Linked DNA regions of Rattus norvegicus: region 1 is linked to region 2. The links are chromatin contacts, called in public Hi-C maps. All regions are on one chromosome and are shown on one strand. Each heading gives the region's core, a stretch centred on a gene start, on an enhancer-like site or on the middle of the called end of the contact. The rest is flanking DNA. Distances are from core to core; before and after follow the strand shown.

The links. A called contact is a pair of places that touch in the nucleus more often than the background predicts.
Region 1: a contact with region 2 is called in a Hi-C map of frontal cortex, with 2.1 times the contacts expected there. The contact joins the promoter of Spaca6 here to the promoter of Riok2 in region 2. A contact is called at or near these places in 2 of 12 Hi-C or Micro-C datasets (frontal cortex and mammary epithelial cells) and 1 of 1 datasets of contacts at active chromatin or transcription factors (oligodendrocytes).

Annotation. Positions count from the first base shown.
Region 1 is chr1:67,348,418-67,352,388 of GRCr8, reverse strand. Spaca6 (sperm acrosome associated 6) reads right to left here and starts at 1,543. Exons shown (of 9, transcript NM_001135720.1): 1 at 1,256-1,543; 2 at 396-479. The coding sequence starts at 1,463. Mir99b (microRNA 99b) reads right to left here and starts at 2,325; the gene lies at 2,256-2,325. Mir3596c (microRNA 3596c) reads left to right here and starts at 2,053; the gene lies at 2,053-2,169. Mirlet7e (microRNA let-7e) reads right to left here and starts at 2,160; the gene lies at 2,068-2,160. It also overlaps Mir125a.
Region 2 is chr1:66,774,430-66,778,415 of GRCr8, reverse strand. It overlaps Riok2 (RIO kinase 2), which reads right to left and starts at 2,201. Exons shown (of 10, transcript NM_001009687.1): 1 at 2,125-2,201. The coding sequence starts at 2,190. LOC134485095 (a long non-coding RNA gene) reads left to right here and starts at 2,617. Exons shown (of 2, transcript XR_010062955.1): 1 at 2,617-3,047; 2 at 3,519-3,986.

The sequences.
Region 1 (3,971 bases), core at 294-2,793, 570 kb before region 2:
CCCATCTCAAAAAACAGCATTTCCTCCCAGTGAGCTCTGACTTCTCTGGGAGATAGAGAGAATGTCTCACCTTAGGAGATGAGAATGTTCCACCTTCAAAGATGACAAGAACGACTCCACCTGAGAGCCTAAGAAATCTTCTACCTTACAGGTGAGTAAGTAGAGCCTCTCACCTGGGCTCCAGAGCTAGACAGTGAGATTCACTGGTAGGTCACATGTACTTGACGCCGAAAAGCTTCAGACTCCCTGTGACTTGTAAACCTCCCATCTTTGACTCCCATCACCTCTGGAGTTTTCTCAACAAATAACCTAACTCAAACAGGTTTCCACTATCACTCCCTAAAGATCACTTTCCCCATTAGAGAATTCACTTATGCCTTCATAGTACACAAAACACTCACCCTGGACAGCAGCCACCTCCTGAAGGAAAACTGTCATCTGTGTAAATTCATCATGCAGGTGGCTCCTCTCATCATAGTCTGAAGGTGGATGAGAAGCAGGCAGAGACACCATGGCACAAACCTGGTTCCACAGTGTTCTCTATGTCCAACTTATGGCTGAATATCTCCAATCCCTATGACCATCCCAGATTCTATAGTCCCAGTCTATGTTCCCTACATTGAGAACTGGAGACCGCCCCCAACCCCAACCCAAACCTTCAATCTGGTATCTGGGTTATCTCTCACTCCCTCTCATCCCTCTCTTTAGGCCTGTCTCTTACCTGGCACCTTGCATCTGCTTCCCCTTCTCTATCTTTACTCCAACCCCATAGGTCTCTGTGCCATCTCTGGATAACTGTCTCTCTATACATCCCGAACCTCTGTTATCTCTGCTATTAGTACATATCTCACTCACTCTGGGTCTCTGTTCCTGTCTTATCTCTATGTACCTTACTCTCTGTGTCTCTCATTCATCTCTCTGGATTTGTAGCTCTCTGTCCCCCTCTGTAAGTCTCTGATCTCCCCACTCATTTGTGTTCCAATCCATACCCTCCTCTCTCCGAACAATGCCTCTACTCTTTCTACTTGTCCATCTCTTTCCTTCTAACTCTGTCACAGCTCTTACTATCATTAGCCTCTGAGGCACTGTCTCATCTGTCTACACCCCACTCTGAACCTGTTTCCTTTCATTGTTTCCACCTGTCTCTCTTCCATGATCCTGTACTTAGCTTTGCTTCTTCGAGTAACTCAAAGATTCTCCTTCCCCTCCCCCGGGCCCTGGTTTATGAAGAAGGGGCAAAGAAGGGGCTCCTCACTGATTTCCATGTCTGAGAAACCCTCAAAAGCATCTGTGAGAGCATCTCTACACTTGCGTATCTTGGAGTCCTCTGAGCCCACAAACATCCGGCAGAGACTGAGGCGTTCCTCATGCGTAGTGAAGCAGAAGAGACAAGCCCATGTGGATGCCCTGAAGATCAGCAGGAGCAACAGGACAAAGCTCCCTACTAAGGCAACAAGTCCCATAACAGAGGGTCTCTGAGACTGAGCAGAAGATAGTAACCTTTGTGAGGTCACTGTGGGGGAGGGGAAGCCTGTGATCAGAGATTGAGTTTCAGCAGGTGGTCAAGCATTAGACTTCATTTAGAGGAAGGTTGCCAGGGGTCACCTGAAATCCCTAAGTTGTGGCTGAGCCAGGCGCCAGGCTCCCAAGAACCTCACCTGTGACCCTGGACGTCCTCACAGGTTAAAGGGTCTCAGGGACCCAGAGGCCGGCAATGCAGCTATGGTGGACCAGAAAAGACCTCTTCCCCCGAGGTGGGAGCAGGGAAGAGTGACAGAAAAAGAGATACCCAGAAGACAGACAGAAACCAGGAGAGATATCAAGAAGTTCAGAAACCCACAATGTCAGCGATTGATTCACAGCACTAGAGAAATAGGAGCTCCTAGAACCCTAGAGACAGTGGTTTAAAAGACAAGAGACAGACAACTAGAAAATCTTATGATGGCATAGAGACTGTAAGGAAAGGGGATAGGGCAGAATGGGGACAGAGAAGACACCCCAGCTCCTACCGGGAACTCTGGAGCAGTGGTGTGGACCTGGGGTCCCCGCCGGCCCCTTCCAGTGCAGGGCGCAGCCTGGGGAAAGCTAGGAGGCCGTATAGTGATCTCCTCGGGTGTCTTCCTCAACTATACAACCTCCTACCTCAGCCCGGGGGGCGCGGCAGGTGGGCAGATTGACAGATGGATTGATGGGAGACCAGAAGTAGGGAGGGTGGGGGAGGGCCGGGGAGGTCCCAGCCGCGATGGTGAGCCCCCGACACGGACCCACAGACACGAGCTTGTGTGCGGCGAAGGCCCCGCAAGGTCGGTTCTACGGGTGGGTGCCAGGACCCAGGAGTCCGGGCCCCCGGCCCCCTCCTCCCCAAGGAACCCAGGAATTCAGTCCCAGCCCCACAATCTAAGCCCCAGTCACCCTCTTTCAAAGCCAAGAGATTCAGACCTCAGCCCTCCTCCGTTAGACTAAGGGGTCCTCATCCCAGCCCTCCCTCCCACAGATTTCCTCCAGACTTCCTCCCTTAGACTTTGGGGTCCAAGTCCCATCCCTCCCTCCCATCTAGCATTGTAGACCCCCGTGCCATCGGACTCAGTTCTCCTCAGTCAGACCCAGGGGTCCAGTCCCTAACCCTCACCGGTTCTTCTCCACCCCGACCTCCTCCAGCAGACTCAGGATCCAACCAGGCACTTCCCTTAGAGAAGGCACAGTCGGGTTAGAGAACTGGCTTCTGGAGTGCAGAAAGGATGTGCTCCCATTTGTCTTGGCAATCCGAGCCCCTTCTGTAACCCCTAAAGGTTTCATATCCCAGGTATGAGCTAAAGGCTTTTTGGGTATCAGAAATCCTCATGGGCCTCTCGGAATAATCCTACCTTTTCCAAAACCATTCTCAACCTTTAGCTATGCTCAAGGAATAATGATACAACCCAGGGCCCTGTCTTCTCGACGCCCCCCAACTCATTAATGAGGTCGCTACCTGCACCCATGAGCCTCCCAGAAGGGAAGCCACTAGGCCAAAGTCAATTGGCTGCAGGTGGGAGGGGCCCTAGGATGTGCACCCACCCTGAGGCTCTAAGTTCAGAACTGGTCCTCTGAGGTTCCCAGGTTCCATGTCCATCTTCTTGTTTCTTTCTCTCCTCCCCACCCCCTTTTTTTTTTTAACCTGGCCCTTTTCAAATTTTGCCTTTCTTTCTCAGTTTGTATCATCCCTGACTAGACTTTCCTCTCCTCCCATATCTGGACGTCTGGTCCTCCCTCTGTCTCTGTTCTAGCTGACCCTCTCTACATTCACCTCTTTCTCACCTCCTATCTTCCATATCTACTTCTCAAGTCTCTCCCTCTTTTTCACAATCTTCTTTCATCTTCTTCCCTGGCTTTGTCTCTCCTTTTCTCTGAATTTCTGTCTCCCTCTCCTTTTTTCGTTGCCTTTTTTTTTTTTTATTTAGTCTAGTTTCCACCCTCCTCCGATCTTCTAGTCTCCTCTCCGGGTCTCTCCCTTTCTCTTTTCTCCTTCCCTCTTCTCCATCCCCTCCCCCCATTCTTCTCTCTTTCTCCTTCCCTCTCTCTCTCCCTCCCCCTCGCTGCTCCGAGCCAGGTCTGGAGCTGGGGGTGGAGTGGGGATGGAGTGGGGGTGGGTTGAGAAGGGGCCCTGGGCCGGGGTAGCGACCTGCTGAGGAGGGGGAGGAGAGGCGGGAAGAGGGCGGAGAAGCAAAGGGGGAGGCGGGGGAATTGAGACCGGTCTTCACTCGAGCTCAAGTCCTCCTTTCCCTCCTTCCCAACCTCCCAGACCCTCAGGCGGGGGCGAGAGTCAGGCCAAGGTGGGGAGGAAGGGGAAGGGAGGATCCAACACCCCCCCCCCCCACCAACCTGGCCCAGAGCCCAGGCATGGGTTCCCAGCATGCCCCGGGGCTGCCTGGGGCCTGAGGAGGGGGGTGAGGAAAGCAGGGAAGCGAGAATCTTAAAGATTTTCCAGCCCTGAA
Region 2 (3,986 bases), core at 952-3,451:
GGGAGGCAGATTTCTGAGTTCAAGGCCAGCATGGTCTACAGAGTTGAGTTCCAGAACAGTTGGAGCTACAGAAAAGAAACAAACAAAGGAGAGGCAGAGAGTGGGAGACAGACAAACATAAGAGGTTACATTTCGGACATTAATCTAGTAGAAATATACAAAACTAAAATGGACAAAAACTGGAAGGAATGTACTGGAGAATTAATACAGTGCTCTAGCTGTGGTGAAAACAGTAAGCAGCAAGGGCGGTGGTAACAAGAGGAGGGGATTAAAGAGTTCTGCTCCTTCATATGGGGTAGATGTTCCTTGTGTGGAGGGCCGAGGTTCATGTCAGGGGTCTTTCTAGACTGTTCTCCATTGAATTAGGAAGCAGTGTGGAAGAGTCAGACAACAACATATGAGAGGGTAAAAGGAATGAAGAGGGGTTGGGGATTTAGCTCAGTGGTAGAGCGCTTGCCTAGCAAGCGCAAGGCCCTGGGTTCGGTCCCCAGCTGGGGGTGGGGAGGAATGAAGAGTCAAAATTTTGAAGCAAAGGAAAAGGGTTATTAAAATATAAATGAGATGGGGATGTGAAAAACTGGGGGAGGGGGAGTTTACACTAAACGTGCAACAAGTCAAAAAAATGACAATGGATACAGAGGCAAAGAAGTCCAGAGAAAGAGGGAGCGGGAAAAGGAAGACAGCATCTGGTAGGTAGCATCCATCTGGCTTCTTAATGTAAAGTTCAATGACTACATAATTCTTTAGGGAGCTTAGAAATTCTCAAAGAAAAATCTTTTACTCTGGTGTCCCACCATAACTGACCACTAGAAAGTTTTAACTCATAACTCATTTTTATGTTCTGTCCCCACTTCCCCAATCCTCCAACACTGTTGACGACCCCATTTTTGTCAAGATGCAGAGAAATGAGTGAATGTGCTGAAAAGGAAAGTCATTATTTAAAAAATAGCATTTAAGGAAAAAGTGTAGGTTAATTAAGTATTTAAGGAAAAAGTGTAGGTTAATTAAGCTATAGGAAAAAAGGAATTACACACCAAAGTTCATATGGACCTTACAGTTGATTAATTTGGAAATGTTACCTAGGCTACAAAGGCTTAATACAGGAACCAAGCAACTCAGATAACATATTCTATTATGTAACACAGTCCTTATTATTAAAAGCCAACGACTTCTAAACAAAGACCGACTTATTCTAACCTTAGATATAAGTCCCATCTCTGTGCCTCTCAATACTAAAACTACACAATCATATTTTGTTGTTTTTCTAATGAAAACATTCATGGGCTTCCATATAAATTGTTTACTAGGCCTGCAAGGGTTTATATGGTTTGGTTCTCATTTTCTATGCATGCCCCCAACCATTAGAACCAATCATACTGGCTTTTCTTTTTTATGAAGACTTTCACTATCATCTTTGGGTTTCTGCTCGTCTGCCTCCAACTCTCTCCAAGGACACCTATTCTCCTGTAGGTAATATTTCCTTGGTTCAGAGTTGGGGACAAATTTTGTAATTTGATTAACAGCAAAGATAAGATTCTTGGATTCAGTCTCCATCACTATAAAACTCAGACAGTACTCTTCCCTCACCTTCCAACACACGGATACTTTCTATTCCTTTATCCTTTGCTACCTTCACCGTACTTACTACTTAATAATTACATTGTTAACATATTTATTGAATTGCTCCTGGACCAAGAGGCATCCCTTATCCTCCTTTGTTTTGCACTCTGCTGAACAGCTTAAATTTGTCAGTGAAACCTGACAAATGTGTTTTCTTCAACATTATGTGGCTGGGTCTATTACTGGGGGCCCAACAGGCCTCCTTCGAGGATTTAACCCCCCCACCCTTCCCTAGTTGGAAAGCCAAAGATCAGTGAAATTTCCCGGGCCAGAGACGCAAGCACTTCTGGAGCAAAAGAAGAAGAAAGGAAGAACCATGTTTAGGAAAAGATAGTTTTTTTTTTCCACAAAACTTCATGAAAATTAGACCTTGGTGTCCTTTACCAAGACCCCGGCTTCGGCCAACAATCCACAGATCAGAGCACTCACTCAGCTCCCAGCGGCCTTAGAATAGCAGGAAGAGGACATCACCGAATGGATAAGCAAGAAAAGTGTATTCCTTACCGCAGTCAGAACTCTGAAGTCATCTCGACTCATGTACCTTAGCTTGGCCACATTCACCTTCCCCATGCTTGCCCAGCTCCAGCACCGACACTCCCGGGGAGGACGCAAAGTCGCTGGGTAATCTCGCAAGCTTTCCGCCGCCGCCTGCCCGCGCACGCGCTCTGTATTTACGGTGCTTCTCGCTAGATAAGAACACGTGCTCCAGTGGCACTGAAAAACGCTATATTTTCTTGTCTTAGTAGCTAAAAATCATGCAGAAGTGATTTTTCAGCCTGTAAATAACCACTTTACATGCGACTGATTTGGCAAGTTGCAAATGTATTACATAATATACCTCGTTACTTTTCAAAGCTGCCAGGACCTGATCGGAAATAAGGACGGGCTTCCGCATGCAACTGTCTCTACGTCACGAGAGGGGCGTGGCTTATCAGTTCCCTGCCAACTCTAGGTTTAGTGCAACGTAAAGTCAGGGAAGAAAGTGTGCAAACGAGAACCCAGGCCAGCAAAGCCACTGGGAAGATGGCCAAAGAGCGCCACGCGCGGTCTCTCGGCTGCCCCACGCTTGTCTGGCGAAGGACAACCGGGCAAGGGGTTGCCCCGCTGGCTTAAGACGTGGATCCTAGGACTGGTTAGGCGGAGCTGCTCACTCAACTATCCAGTGTCCGCTTCCAAAGAAAGCGCGCGCCTGGATGTTTCTGGGGCCTAGGAGCATTTGGAAGGCTTTATGGGCGTTTTCCATACTGAACTTGCAGCTCTTCGCCATGCGTACCTACTGGTAACCAAGAGAATGTACCCAGGACAAAGACGTTTATACTGTTTATACCTTCACGACAGCAGCAGCTTAGTAGCAACAATGTGACTCGTATGACGTTCAGTATCTGTGTTTCTCATTTCACGAATTATTTATATTTCAGTCCTTCAAGGTGCAGATCTTTTCTGATGTGCTCTTAGGTTAAGCTTGGGTTCTGTATATTAGCGTCCGCTGTTATGATCTGCTTTATCCTTGGGAGATTGTAATTACTTTTTGCGGGGGGAGGTACTATATGCAAACTACATTAAGGATTGGGATTAAGATACTCTCAGGTTCCTTCCCTGCTCCACTTCCGGTTTCCAAGAAACAATGTATTCATTTCCTTCTTTGGAGAGTGGTGCTGAGTGTTGTTCCAAGGAGCTAGAGGGCAGATAGCAGACTGTAGAATCCGATTTCTTTTCAGATAAAGTAGTTGGTACTTAAAATTATCAAATCGAACAAAAGAGCAATCCTTTGTCATCTCTATGCTCCTGCCTTTGCGGCCTTGTATACTTGAATTACCGGATACTAGGCTTATCTAATTAGGACTTAACTAATTAAGACTTTTCCAATTAATGAATTTTTCTTTCTACATTAACATTAGAAAAATGTAAAAAAAAAGTTTGACGAAGCTTTGATCATCTGTCTCCTATCAGCCACGACTTATTGAGTGGATTTGGATCCAAGTTCTGCAATATTGGAGTAGAGTCCAGATTTCCCATCTTTTCAATATTTTTTTTCAAATAAAATTTTCTTAGTAATCAAGTCATTTATGAGGAAAGGATTCAAATTCAGTCTTCCTTTCTTACCACACTTAAACCAGTGGTTCTCAACCATGCTAATGCTGCGATCCTTTAATACAATTTCTTATGTTATGGTGACCCCAACAATAGAGTTATTTTTGTTGCTACTTCATAACTGTAATCTTGCTACTATTATGATTTGTAATGTAAATAAATATTTTTGGAGATACAGTTTTACCAAAAAGGTCTGGACCCACAGGCTGAGAACTTCTCAAACAGCCTATTGTTCATTCATTCACCATTTATCAAATACAGATACCAGATTTTTG